Linked DNA regions of Mus musculus: region 1 is linked to region 2. Evidence: chromatin contacts called from public HiChIP or PLAC-seq data. All regions are on one chromosome and are shown on one strand. Each heading gives the region's core, a stretch centred on a gene start, on an enhancer-like site or on the middle of the called end of the contact. The rest is flanking DNA. Distances are from core to core; before and after follow the strand shown. Region 1 overlaps Sytl2 (synaptotagmin-like 2). Region 2 holds the start of Gm32164 (a long non-coding RNA gene).

What was found. HiChIP or PLAC-seq counts read pairs in DNA pulled down with a chosen protein or histone mark.
Region 1: a BATF HiChIP or PLAC-seq map of CD8 T cells shows a contact between it and region 2, with 7 read pairs. The contact joins two enhancer-like sites. A contact is called at or near these places in 3 of 484 Hi-C or Micro-C datasets (CD8 T cells, Th2 cells and natural killer cells) and 3 of 115 datasets of contacts at active chromatin or transcription factors (CD8 T cells, effector CD8 T cells and memory CD8 T cells).

Annotation. Positions count from the first base shown.
Region 1 is chr7:90,351,891-90,358,984 of GRCm38.p6, reverse strand. It overlaps Sytl2 (synaptotagmin-like 2), which reads right to left. Exons shown (of 20, transcript NM_001368878.1): 3 at 701-852. Among named protein-coding and RNA genes, the nearest start is that of Sytl2, 53 kb to the right of the region's middle. Within about 2 kb of position 3,359, at least 72 of the 459 cell types and tissues checked have an H3K27ac peak or open chromatin away from gene starts, as enhancers often do. A contact at or near this core is called in CD8 T cells, Th2 cells and memory CD8 T cells, where this site is marked.
Region 2 is chr7:90,062,374-90,069,633 of GRCm38.p6, reverse strand. Gm32164 (a long non-coding RNA gene) reads left to right here and starts at 6,504. Exons shown (of 4, transcript XR_003946828.1): 1 at 6,504-6,590; 2 at 7,114-7,260. Within about 2 kb of position 1,478, at least 57 of the 459 cell types and tissues checked have an H3K27ac peak or open chromatin away from gene starts, as enhancers often do. A contact at or near this core is called in CD8 T cells, Th2 cells and memory CD8 T cells, where this site is marked.

The DNA of each region.
Region 1 (7,094 bases), core at 2,110-4,609, 290 kb before region 2:
TTAGCAATAGTATGACTGCTGGCAAGTTAACCCTAGTTGCCCGATAATATTTATAGAAAAAGTATACGCATCTTACAAAATTGCTTCTACAGTTAAAAATAGATAATTAGCATTCATTATATATCAAATGCCTTAAAGATGCTATTTTTCTTTGTCTATAAGCTAGATCTAGAGTCTTACAATGATTAATCTTGAGTTACGCGACAAAATGAAGTAGTGACATAAAAAGAATTCTAAATAAAATAGTCCTTTAAGTGATGTGTTTGGATGATTAAAGAAGAATCACGTTCAAGATCATTGAGTATGAGACCTGATTTCATATGCACATGTGCATGCACACACACAGTGACCCATACAGACACATACATATGCACACACACACACACACACACACACACACACACACATACACACACACACAAAGCCAAAGAAAGACATGCACATTCCTCATAATTCCCCAAGCACCAAGGCTACTACATTTAAAGGTGGTACCCAAACAGTTGTCTTCCTCTACAGCCTACTACTTAGCCCTGCCCTCATCCATCCAAATTCAAGGTAAGAGGATTTTGACTGAGAAGGCCATACACTATGCAAAGCATAGCCAGGCACAGGTGGATTGATTTCCTTCCGCATATTTCAGTGAAGAGTCTCACACCCTTTCCCACCCTCCATCCTAAACAAATGTCAGCTGTGACCTCACCTGCCGCTGGGAGCTTCTTCCTTCTCATGGATGCTCTGATGATGTCAGCACCGTGGATTTTGTCCCTGTGTCTTTTTGCCTTAGCTTCATAAAACCATTGGCCACTCATATTCTTTAGTTGTTGGTCATCCTTAATTTTTTCAGGCAGATGTCTGCAAAGGGAAAAAAACTTTACTTGTCTGAGAACACACAGTAAATAAATGAGCTCACTGTGATACTACATGAAGAGATTTGTAAATACACAGGCAAAATGAAGCTCTTCCTAATTTATGTGCCACAAACTTCCAAGATGACTTACAAATGTTCTGCTTTGACTAAAAAAAAAAACTAATCAGAAATGTCAGGCACTTTTTAAAAAAAGATTTTACTGTTATGTGTATGACTCTTTTGCATGTACGTAAATGCACAATGGATATTTATTGCCCACAGATGCTAGAAGAGGTCCCCCTAGAACTGGAGTTGCAGGTGCTGGGATTTGAACCCAAGTCCTCTCTGCAAGAGCAGCAGGTGCTCTTAACTGCTCTGCCTGACATTTCTCAAGAGCCCAATCACATCTTGGTTGCAGTCTTCTCTAGTCAAATGGGCACCCTTGAGAGGAATGATGGAGAGCGCATCCCTGGCCATCTTCCTCACCTGCATAATGGGGGAAATACCCCATCTCATAGGGTTTCCTGTTGGACTAGTGTGTGATGAGCAGCTCCCAGGCTCTTCCCTTCTCAGTGAAATGAGTTTCCCAAGCGACTATCCTGAAAGCCTGGAAGGGGAGGGGGCATGATGCTGTGTGTGCTGAGGCAGGATGAACAGAGGCGGCACAGGCAAGTCCCATCAGTACAGAGGTTGCTTTTAAAGGTTCCATAGTCATCCACGCTCACTGAGCAACTGACACCTAAGCAACAAACTTACTGGTGCCATCCTAAAGCATCCCTAACTTCTGCTGGTTGTGGGAAAAGGTGTTGGAGTCAATGAGTCTTCTAACCTTCACATCCTTCTAGTCAATAAAGTCAGAATTCCAAGTCTGTCTCTTCATCCTCTTAGAGACACCCTCAGTAAAGTCCAATGAAAAGCCCTTGGGAAACTTAGAACTCTTGAAAGACAATGTGTTGCACAAATCCAAGCGGGTTCATTCAAGCTTAGATGCTCCTTGTCTATGATCAAGTCTGTCTTAGCCAGGTAATGTGAGTGGGGCTCATAATGGCTGGGCTGGGGATGAGGACTGCACATAGGCACAGGTGGAAAGGGAAGGAGCTGGAGGGGCCTAGCCTCCTCTTTCTTAAGTATGCTTCAAGGAAGTGGTTCTTTGTCTACCAAACATAAACTCTCCTCTAGTATTGCCTCTCCTGATCACCTAGGAAGAAGTGGTTCTGACCCGAGCATTCTCATCACATTCCTTAGTCACACACCGTCACAAAAGGCTATCTACAAATCCTGACAGGCACAGCATCATTACTTCCCAGGCCTCAGCCACCAAAGGATCAAGTGCTTCAGATAGTTTGCTCATGGCTTAAGGCTCTTGATCAAGCAGACAGTCCCTGCTGGGCTGCTGGCGGTAGTTCTTAATTTTTCTCCTTCCAGAAGAACCACAGTTCTGTCCAATTAAAGAAGGGGAAAAAAATCTACCTGTTCATGATCAGACTGGGCATGGAAGCAGGGCATTCATTCCATATATATTTGCTTAATGTCTTAAACACAATATGCTGGCAGAGGGCAGGAATGTCACTTTTTGGATTTATTTCCCAGAAGGCACTCCCAAGCCCCAGTTGCCAGCACACTCAACTTCTCATTGTTTCCAACACTGCTCTTCTGTTATCTGTAGGTATTAGTGGTAGAAATGTCTGGCTGATACTATAGGCTCTGGAGGCTCTCCCAAACAGGACCAAAGCCTAGTTTGAATTCCACCTAAACATGACAATGGAAAGAGTAGAGAACCATCCTACATTTCAGTCTCCTTGCTTGTAAAGATGGGGAGGATAAGACCTGCTTTTGAAGACTTTTGAGATAATTTATTGGCATGCTAGCCTGGACGTACTTAGCAGTGCCCAGCTCTTGTAAAGAGGCCGATGACCTCTGCACATCTTTGTGTGGCTTTGTCCAGCTGCTCCTCCCACTGCTGCTTCTGCAGACTCAGCCTGAGCACCACAAAGACACACTGTCTTTTTCCTTGTTCCCACAATACCACCCTTCCTCATTTACACAGTATTCCTAGGCTCTGTTTATACATCTCTTTCACTCAGTCATTTGTGGATGCAAGCTCCTTAAAGATAAGGCTTATATCCTTATCACCATTTATAGTTCTGTCATGAAGTACAGAGACTGGCACAAGGTTGGTACCCAGTAACTGTTTGCTGAGTAAGTCATTGAACAATTAAGTGATCAACAGCCACAGTGGTCTGAATAAGAAAAGATACAAATGAAGATCCCATCACTGCCAAGTTTCAGGGGACCAGAGGCCACCATAGTGGCAGAATTTCTGATGAGGTAGGACTACTCATCTCTCCTCAGAACAGGAAAAAACACACCATGACATATGGTAACCTGTTGGTGTACCACAAACCCTCATAGCAGCGACTCCCAGTTTCTCTTCATGAGATTGTTTTTGCTAACCAAAAAGTACTTTGCAATAGAGCCTTTGGAGGTCTTTGCAGCCTTGGTCTCCTCTCATCTTAATAAGCATCTGCAAGGCCCCAGTGTATGCACAAATGGCACCGAGGCTATGTGAGTCACACCCTCAGAGACACATGGCCCCAGAAGCGGTTAGTCAGCATTGTGGTAAGAACAGGGTTTCTGGCTCTTTTGTTTGAAAGTGGTAAAAGAATAAGAATTCTTTCAAATTTAGTGAGAGCCACTTTTGCATTTTCTAAGATGATTATTGCTGTAGGTTTTTAATATTCTCTGGTTTTTTTTCTTTTATCTTGGTCACATGTAATATTCTGGAGATGACTCCCTATATGTAATATCAGAATTAAGTTCAGTCATTTGAATGACCCCACTGTGATGGTACCAACATCTCTTCTAATAGCTCTGCTATTTCTCCTTTCTTCTGAGCTATACTTGAATGAGCCATATTAGCCCTGGATTTTCTAACTGCTGTACCATCTAGCTGAGGGGAAAAGGGTAGATTTCTTAGGACTAACACTGTTTCTGCTCACCACCCTCTCTATACATGCACACTAGCACAAAGAAGAGACCTGCCGGTGGGCAGGTAGGTGGGAGAACATCACTCAGCCCAGAAAAACCACTGCTCTGTCATCCTTTCAGAGCAAGCCTCTAGTTGTTTTTGCCAGCTGAAAAGTACTTTGCGATAGAGCCTTTGGAGGTCTTTGCAACCTTGGTCTCCTCTCCTCTTAATAACTGGCTGCAAGGCCCTGGTGCACACACAAACAGCACAGGCTATGTGAATCACTCCAGTGTACAGGCCTCCGTGCTTCCATTAACTTCCACACAGTCTCCTTGTACAAGCATGACATTTCATCTCACTCTTTCTGTCTCTCAACGCCCCGCCCCCTCCCAATATATTTTAGGAAAGATGATAAGATTCTGTGACTTAAAAATGACCTCATTTTCTATATGAGATGGTTCAAGTCCAGAGAAGTTAAAAGTCTTGCCCAAGGTAGCACAGGGCCAGGCCCAGAAGATAGCTTGACTCTCACCTCTCCTGCATTGCCTGGGAAAGCCTAACAAGATTTTGGATTCTAAGGTAATTGTCACACTTTATTCTTTCTACCAAGGGACTCATGCATTGATGGAGAGTCTAGAAATCAACAGACCTAGAAAGAAAGTGAATTGAAATGTCCCTTAAAATGATAAGAAACACATTTTTGGGGATGTGGGCAGACCACAGATGCCCATAATCTGCAGAGATTCAGCACAAAGTGGGAACGCACATGGGCTTTCCTGGTGGACCAGCAAGGCTGTCATCTTGCAGGCTGCTTACTCTCTTCCACTCTATTTTCCCATCTCTGGAAGGAGGTTGGACTACACCACTCTGTGGAACTCCCTGAATGCCGCAGCCCCCAGGACTTTGCTTTCAGGGAAACCTCCACCAGAAGTCCTGGAAGCTAATTCTTCAATGAAAAAAAAAACTGTCTTTACTTAAAAAGAAGCAACATACTAAAAAAGCATCTGAGAATCATATGATGTGGTGGAGGTTGAGATGGAATCTACTGAAGAAAAAAAAAAAGGCCCATCTCTGTAGATGTGGTTGTATGCATATGGGGTCAGGACGTGGTGCTGGGGTGGTGTTCAGACAGATACGTACAGCAATTTCCTGCTGGCAGGGTGACGCAGAGCACAGGAAACGCCACCTCGACAGTGTGTCATTTTCAAACCATAAAAGTCTAAAATTACACATGTGTGTGTATAGTAATGTTCCCCCTCAAGGGTGGAAGAGTCAGACAGAGGGACAGAGTGGAAGAGAAAAACATCTATCCTGATGTCTGCTTCTCTGTTCACCTATCAAACATCTCCACTCAGAAGTTATGGACACAAGGTGAGAGTAACTTGAGTCCAGTGCTTGTGACTGAAGTAAAAATAGCACAGAAGACAGATGTGCGCTCGGGGAGCTGATGTGTGCCTGGATGTGCGCCTGGAGCTGTTGCCTTCCCATGTGCAACCCAGAGATCTTACGAGGACATTCTCCTGGGTCCAGGTCCATGTTGTACCACTAACAGCTTAGGTGGTTTGGGAACTGGGCATGTCTCCTGTGTGATACTCATTTTATCATCCATTTAGTCAGCGTGGAAGGCAACATATGACCTACGTCATCCCCAAAGTGTCTTGCGTGGATTTGGAATATGAACACTTCAAAGCAGTAGATGCATGAAAAGTGGCAAACCAGCTTTAATAAGAATATAAACCTTGTCTCTAGCCTTACTGACAAGGGTTCTGAATCAGGGCCTGGTCTTGTAGACAACAGTGCAAGAGCCCTCCACTGTCGTCATCATCATCATGCCTATGGGATGGCTGTATTCCAGAGGCCATAAAGAATTAACATATGAAAGCCATTCACAACTGGAATCTCAGCACACAAGGAGCTGAGATGGAAGGAGAACCCCAATTTGACTACACCACGATTGAGCTACACAATGAGGAACGGGAAGGGGCTAAGAGATGACTTCGTGAGAAAAACCGCTTTCCATACAAGTATGGGTGTCTGTCCTAAATCCTCAAAACCAGCATAAAGCTGATTACAGAAGCACACATCTGTAAGTCCTATATTTCTATAGTAAAATGGGCAATAAAGACAGGAGAGTCATTCATAAGATACCATCCTGATGGCTTTAGTGGTGAACAACAAGAGACTGTGCCTTAACATATATGCAAGTGGTGGGCCAGTACCCAAGGGTTTTCTCTGACCTATACACGTATATCGTCACACACACACATGTCACATGTGCACACATACCGTACACACTTCCAGATTACATAGTAATGGCAGGCTTACTTCTCTAATGATGCTAACTATAATTAACACATCATTGCTTTTTCTTAGACAGCAAGGAGAACTGAAGCTGTAAAATCATGTTAGGAGAACAAACTTTAAATTTTAAATTTTCCAATCAATAATCCTTTAAATGAAGGGTTTAATCCTTGGATGGTAAATTCCCTGAGGGTCATGTCTTCAACCATCTTGAAATACCATTCACATCACTCTCAAGGGCAGGTACTTCATTTATAAGATATGCAATTCAATTTTACTGTTTTAAAAATAGTGGAGACTTTGGGAAGTAATTCCCTGATAAGGAATCAAACTTAACCAGCACCCTCTGTGCTTTTCTGAGAGGTCAAGCTGTGTGAAGTAGGATTCAAATGTCCCTGTCATCTTTGCATGCCAGGAAGAGGAAGAAGCATTTTTAAAAGTGCTTGGTCAGGACCTGGTCATTCTCGGTCTGAGTTGAGGCTCGGAAGGGAGGTGAAGCGACTTGCCCTAACAAGCCACAGATGGTTAACTGCTGGTGGTGAGATTTGACTCCAAGGTCCCTGCATCATTACTGAACTCTCAATGTTCAGTTCTGGAGGAAAATCTTCAATGGACAGCATAAGACATCATGTGCTGGACCAAGATCATGGCTCTGCCACAGAACAGTTGTCTGATCCTGGGAAACTCATGGCCTCTTTCCTGCTTTGCCATCCTGCCTGTCTGTAAAATGGCCGAAGCAGATCAACAACAAGTCTTGCCAGAGCTATCTAGCTCTAACTGACCAAAGAGGAAAGATGAACTCCGAAGGCTTACAAAGGAGCCGTTAAGCCAAAGCCCAAGAAGGATCGTTTTCAGAAATCAGAGACCAGGTCGTGGCCCAGAAACAGGAGAAATTCGGGACCATCCCTACAAGTCCCTTTCACCCAAAAGCAACTTGGTTCCTGAGCAAGAATCTTCTTGTGTGGAACACATCAAATA
Region 2 (7,260 bases), core at 229-2,728:
ATAGAGTTCATCCCAGGCTGACCTTGAACTCATGATGGTCCAGTCAAAGCCTCTTGAGTGCCGGGCCTGAAGGCCTATGTCACATGCTTGACTTCAACCATATTCTCATCTCTATAATTGATATCATCCATAAGACGTTATTTTAATATCAAATGGCGGTTCCAAATGACAGCCAGAGAGGATACGGGGCATGGAAAGGCCACACAGATAGTCTGCTCTTTGGGCTTCTACAGAACAAGACATTCTCTTCTGGACTGGATGGGCACAGGATGTACCAAGATGCTGGTGTCTCTCATCAATCTCTGAACATCTCTGCTGAATCCCCCTCTCCTCCTTTAGCCAAGTGACAATAGAGCTATACTCCCCCTGCAACACGAACTCTATGGAAGTAAGAAAAGAACCTCCACATAACCAAGGCTACTTCCCTGAGTCTCTCATGCTAAATCTGGGTCCCATGTGACTATCCAGCCACTCTTTCTACCTTTGCAGCATAATTTTGTGTAGCTTTGAAACAAGGAGACCAACTTTATTATTCACAGAACTGGAGCTGATTAGATTGATCTTTCAGGATGATTGTATTGAGAGGGATAATGAATGTTGTTAATCCAAGCATTGATTGGATGCCTATCGTGTCTTGGACACTCTTCTGGATTTCTGGTGGAACACAACCCTGATTAAGAGATCTCTAACTTTATGGAGCACATAGCCTACAACTTAAATATGAGCAACATTCTGAGGGCTGTACAGTTTGAACAGAAGTGGAGGAGTGCCCTAGAGTCAAGTCTCTGTGACTTAAGCTAGGAATTAAAAAATGGCACCCACTAGTATAATTATTATACAGAGACAAATGAAACAATAGGAATGACACTGAAGCCTTTAGGTGTTATAATTTCCTTATGAGAATAATACTTTCAGAAAAAGATGAAAGGCTATATTGGTATTTCAGGGGCATAATAACCATTACATCAACCATGGTTTCAAGTTGTCTTGGAAACCCTTTCTTTCCCATAAATCAAGTTCTGGGTAGTTGAGTTAGCTTCCACAGTATGATTGATGGCTCAAATCTGTATCACTTGACTTTCTTAAGCTGAGTGTGAGATTCCACTGCAGAGCAGCAACTTCACTGAGGAAAGGACCCAGTAGCATTTATGGGAACAGCGCCAAGCTCCCTTCTTTTGTCTGTCTGCCAGAGCCATTGTTTCAAATCTTGCTCAGGATGCTGTGGAAACAGAATCAGCATGTAACATCAAGGATGCTTTCAGCTTTTCCCAGAGCTGGGTCTTGGCTTCCTTATCATCTCACAGCACAGCTCTCTCTCTGTCTCTCTCTGTGTCTCTGTCTCTGTCTGTCAAGAAATGGAAGTTATTTACTGTAAACTACATAGTCTCCTTTCTAGGTTGAAACCACCATTCTTCCTGTTTCTCTTCAGTGTCAGACAATCCAGGCTCTTGGGTGGGGAGAGCATGAAACTACCACCTAGTGTTTGACTGGGGGAGGGAAGTGGCCACAGATGTCACCATCTGTGTCAGAAGTGTGCAAGTATTTAGCAGGAAGCACCCTACATTTTCCAGTAAAGCAGAGTGACTTATCTGAAAAGATGTTCCTCATTCAACATGCAAGAATGACATGTAAGATCACTTTTAGTAAGCCTCCCGGTCCCACGCTATGCAGAAGAGACTTCTTAACATTGCCTGTATCTTTATGTGTTGATCTTTTTTTGTTTTGGTTTAGGGAGGGTTGTTTTTGTTTTGTTTTTGTGTTTATGTTTGTGTGTGTGTACCTGTGTGTTTTGATCTTAATGATATTTACTTCTTTTTCAAATTTACTTTTATTTGTGTGTGAGTATATGTTTGTACATGTTTGTGTGTGTGTGCACATGCATATGCTGGTCTGCAGAGGGCAGAGGCCAACATTGGGTGTCTTCCTCAGTCAATCATCCTGCAATTTATTTTTGTGACAGGGTCTCTCAGTGAATCGAGAATTCACTGACTAAGCTGGGCTGCCTGGCCAGCAAGCACCAAGAGTCTTCCTGTCTCTACTCTCTCTGTGCTGAGATTACATGTGTGGATCAACACCCCCATCTTTTTATGAGGGTGCTGGGGCTCCAAACTCAAGTGCTCATGCTAGCGTGGCAAGTGCTTTACTGACTGGGCTATCTCGCCAGCCCCTTAAAGGTTTCCCTAGTGGCGAGTGGTTTGTACAATTAGCGTAGCATTATACTTGGTGCTTTATATTCTCTCAGTTAATCATCACAGTAATCTGCTAGGTAAACGCGTCACTGTCTGGCTTGTGTGTGGCTTGCTGCTTCAGAGTGGGCAAGAGGCTCATTCAAAGCAATTTAACTGCGAAGATTCAGGACCAGTGTGGTGATGAGAGAGCTTCTGGCCTTTTTACTCTCTTAACCCATCGCCTCGCTTGTGGGGTCTCATCCATTAACTGTGTCCTCATCTGTTGTCCTCTATAGAGGTTTGTAAATTCTATAAAGGGGAGACAACTTATTTTGTTATTAGATTCCTCTGCACAGAGCAGAGCACTAGTGATTCAATAAATAGTTTTTAAGAAAAAATATACAGGCTCTTGTTCTCTTGCTCAATTTCCTGCTCCTGCTCTGTCCTCTCATCCCCCCTCCCTCCACGTGCTCATGGCCAGCCTCTACTTCTCTACTCTCTACTCCTCTTCCTCCCCCTTCTCTCTCTCTCTGCTTTTCTCTGCTTCTACTACCCTCTTGACTCCCCTCCCCATGCCCCGAATAAACTCTATTCTATGCTAGAAAGAAAGAAAGAAAGAAAGAAAGAGAGAAAGAAAGAAAGAAAGAGAGAGAGAGAGAGAGAGAGAGAAAGAAAGGAAGGAAGGAAGGAAGGAAGGAAGGAAGGAAGGAAGGAAGGAAGGAAGGAAGGAAGGGAGGAAGGAAAAGGAAAGAAAAATATACGGTCTAGGTTCAATCCCCAGCATTTTCCAAGTCAAAATGAAAACAAAGATACATGTATGCAAAACAGAATATAACACTATAGCTTGGATGTCTGGCTCCTTGTGCAAAATTACAGAAAGGCCTTCCCTTCGAGGAAAAACAACTGTCCATCTGTCTGTCTGTTTTTTGTGGTCAATAGAAAGTACAAGTGGAGGTCAGAGGACAGCTCTGCAGAGTTAGTTCTCTCTATCACTCGGGATCGATTGAACTTAGGACATCAAACCTGTTAGCAAGCACCTTTTACCCAGTGAGCCATCGCAGCAGCTCAAGGCCTTCTTTTTTACGATGAATAATGAATCTTATCAATTTATGTAGTCAAAGTGTTGCTAGCATTGCAAAGGCAAAACAAAAATCCACTTTCCACTATGGTTAGAAATCACACATCCTTTTGTCCACTGCCAGGGAACATAGAATAATTCCATTCTTAGCGTGCCTCTCTGAAGACATGTAGTTGTTCACATGTAGATAGAAAAACTTGATGTTCTTCACAAATAGGAATGTGGTGGGAGTTACTATGCAGAGGGCATGCCAGAAAGCTCCCCCTTGTCCCAGCTTGGCTCGCTTGGAGCAAATGCAGAAAGATGGAGTTTCCTCCCAGCTGTTCCAGTTTGCCATCTTGAAAGGACCTCTCTGACTGGGGTGGAAGATGCTTAGAAAAAAGTGGGTGTGGAGGGATCAAAAAGCCAAGAAGAATCGCAGACCAGAGTGTTTCAACAATGACCCACAAGTACTGAGGGTTCCCAGTGCACCAGACACCGGTGGGTTTTGTCTTAATCCTTGTACGAGGCTAGGGGCTGGGTATATTGTACATGTAGAGATGAGGTTTAGAGACATTGAACAACTTGTTCATTTTCTCCCTGTCAGTAGACATAAATCTGGGAGAACTGGACTAAAATCCAGCTGACTCCAACTCTGAGCTCTCAGACATTAACGCTAATTTTTAACTACACGTAATTAAACATTTTACCTGTTCCTTGTAGAGCAAGGACTGAGGGCTGGTTACTAACACATCATTACACATCATCTAGTGTCGTTATTTACAATTATATAGAAAATAGATGCTATCCACGTTACAGAATTTATTGTTCATTGTTAACCTAAGTTCTGAGGTGTCGACCTCTGCAAGGTAACATACTTGGACATCTGGGTTAACTCCCCCAAAACCGACAAGTTTACTCAAGAAACAGATGTGCAGAGCTGACACACCAGATAAGCAGGGCCCGTTCCTTGGGTCTGACAGAAATCACCATCTGTCTCACTTAATTTAGAGCTCATTGTGTTCTACAAGGTATCTATCTCATTCCTGTCTAGTGTTTGACATGGTCTTCTCAAAAATATTGTAAAGTAGACAAAATAAGTATAGATGAGGAGATTCACATCAAATAATAAAATGAGTAAATGGTAAAAGCAGGACTTGACAGTCTGGGAATCAAAACCCAAATAAACTCATTTCTATCTCTTTAAGCAGGTAGGACCTACGCTCGGATTATTGGTTCTATCAGAGTATCGGTTTCTCATCTGTCCAAGTAGGAGTGAGGATATGTATGTCACAGAATTGCAAAGCTAAATAAAATAATGTAGAAAATACAGTAAAGTGGTGAACAGGTGACCCACATCCTGTCCCCTGAGAGATTATACTCTCCTGATAGGAGACGAAGAAGGGAAAGCAAACAGGCAGCCTGCGAACACCTGTAACTAGCTGAGGCCCAACACCTGCTTCTGGCCTCCTTGGGTACCTGTGTGCATGTGGTGGACATACAGCCTAGCAGAGACACATATATACAGAGAACCAAAAAAAGGGAAAGAAAGTGAAAATATAATTCTATGCAATATAAATGGAGTAGCCTGATCTAGCAGGAGGCTCAGAGTAGGTCTCCCAAAGGAGTGATAACCAAGCGGGGACCTGAAGCAAGGAATTGATCAGGTGATGTGGGTAGGAACATAGTGTCGGATATGGGTTACACCACACGGTGTTCTAAGCAGCATTGATAAAGAAGTGGGGACCCTTGAAGAGCAAAGGAATGTCCAAAGCACCTCAGGGCTACAAGGAACTACATAGATGAGCCAATTTGAGGCCAAGCAGGGCCTTTATGGACCAACTGAAAAATTTTAACAGAACAGCACTGAAAAGAAATTAAGAAAAGGGACAATGTGATTGGATTTGAGCCTTGAAAACTTGCGTGTCCTGACTAGACATGGTGGCATATGCCTATAGTCCTATTAATGTAGAAGTTGAGGCAAGATGGCATCTGTGAGCTTCAGATAACTTGGGTTTCAGGCTATCTTGTAGGATTGTGGTCCTGTATAACTGTGATTTTTGCCTCCTCAAAAAGAGCAACAGCAGCAGCAGCAACAAACTTCTAGTTCCTAGTGAATAAAATTGACAAATTCACATATATATGTGATACTTTTTAAAATTAGCTTCCTTAAGCCAGTGTGGTGTCATGTGTCTTTAATGCAAGCACTAGGGAGGTAGAGGCAGGTGAGTTTGAGGCCCGCCTGGACTACATAGTGAGTTTGGGACATCCAGGGATATGTAGGGAGACTGTGTTTCAAAATATATATATATATTCATCCGGTTGGGAGGAGGTTCAGTGAATTAAGTGCTTGTCCCTGCAAGAGTGAGGGCTTGAATTCTGTTCACCAGTGCCCACAGAAAAAGCCAGGCACCTTGGAAATCCAGCACTCCAGAGGCAGAGATGGGCCCTTCAGAACAAGATGGCTAGCTAGGCTTGCTAGAAAGCCAGTTCCCACACCAAGAGACCCTACCACCGCAGCAAATAAAGAGGAAAATGATGGGAAAGCTTCATGACACTTAACGTCAACTTCAAACCCACGCACATGCAAACATGCATACACACCTGCAAGCTCAACACACATGCACACATGCATATGCATATACACATGCAAACACATATACACATACATGCGTATACACACATGTACACATATATGCACATAGGCACATACATGCACACATGAACAAACACACAAACTTTCTAAAAAATTGTCTTTCTCTTTTATTAAGCTTTTCTCTAGCCTTACCTTGAAAAGAGAGTCATAGACTGGTTTAAATGTAGAGTCAGAGGTCTTAGAACAGTTAGATTCCTGGCTTTTCTACTTTCAGAACCTAGTAAAAGTGTTATCTGGGGCGGGGGGGGGGGGGCTGCTCCAGCTCTTTGATGCAGTTGCTTCTCTCTTTCTAGGTGAGAATTAACCTCCAGTCCTGAAAACTAGTGTGAGACCTGCATGAGACTTTTGGAAAACTAATTTACCCATTCTCTTTGTTGAACAAAAGAACAAACATTAACTGAGCATCAACTGTGTGCCCGGGACTATGTTGGCTGCTGAGAATGCAGGGCTAGAAAATATAAGGGCTCTGTGTTTTAGGAATGTACTGTATAGTGGGGAATAGGCCATGAAACTAAAACAAATGCATAATGACAACAAGGTAGCATCCGCTGCAGGCGTGGAAACAGGAAAGGAGTCCTAGAGCTAAGAGTTAGAGAAAGGGTTAGAAGGACCTATCCGTACTGTGCGCTCAGTAGATACAGGATGGGGAGATAAACGCCCGAGCAGCTGAAGGATAAGGGAACACGGAGTGGGCAGATCAGGAGGAGCAGTGAGTACATTAGACCATAGATTAAGAAATAGTTTAAAGTGGTCCCTTGAGATTATTTAATCAGGAGTAAACTGGACGGTTTGAAAAGGAGAGATTACAGACCAGGAGGCAACTAACCCTGGTGAGAGTGGAGCAAAGGGATGGTCTCTCGGCAGGAGCTGAGACTTCCTTCCATTTCCTTAACCTTAAGCTGCACCAGGCAGCACAGTGCCTGGCCCACGGGTGGTCCTTGTATCAACCCAGGGTAGTGACCATCTCCCCTCCTGCAATCCTCCTAGCATCTAATGCGGTACTTTGAACGACATGCATGCCTGTCAAAGTTGATCCCCTGGGCTGAGGTAGAAGAGAGAGGGGCAGGAAGAGAGAGGAAAAGCAGGGCAGCCAGTGGTGGTCCCAAAGGACTTGCCAACATCTTCCCTTTCCACAAGTGTAATGATGCACTCATGTGATTGGTTTAATTCAATAACTCTTTAAGACGAAAGAGCTATCAAGGATTATAGCATTGTTTTTTTTACTGTGAAAGGTCTTAAGAATTTAAATGTCCATCTATGGACTATCGTGCTGTTGAGGTGTGGTCGCTGATGGAAAGAAGTTAATAATTTGCAATTTCATTCAAAAGGAAATCGATGCTAGTCACCATGTTCTTAATCATCCCGTCAATGTAAAAACA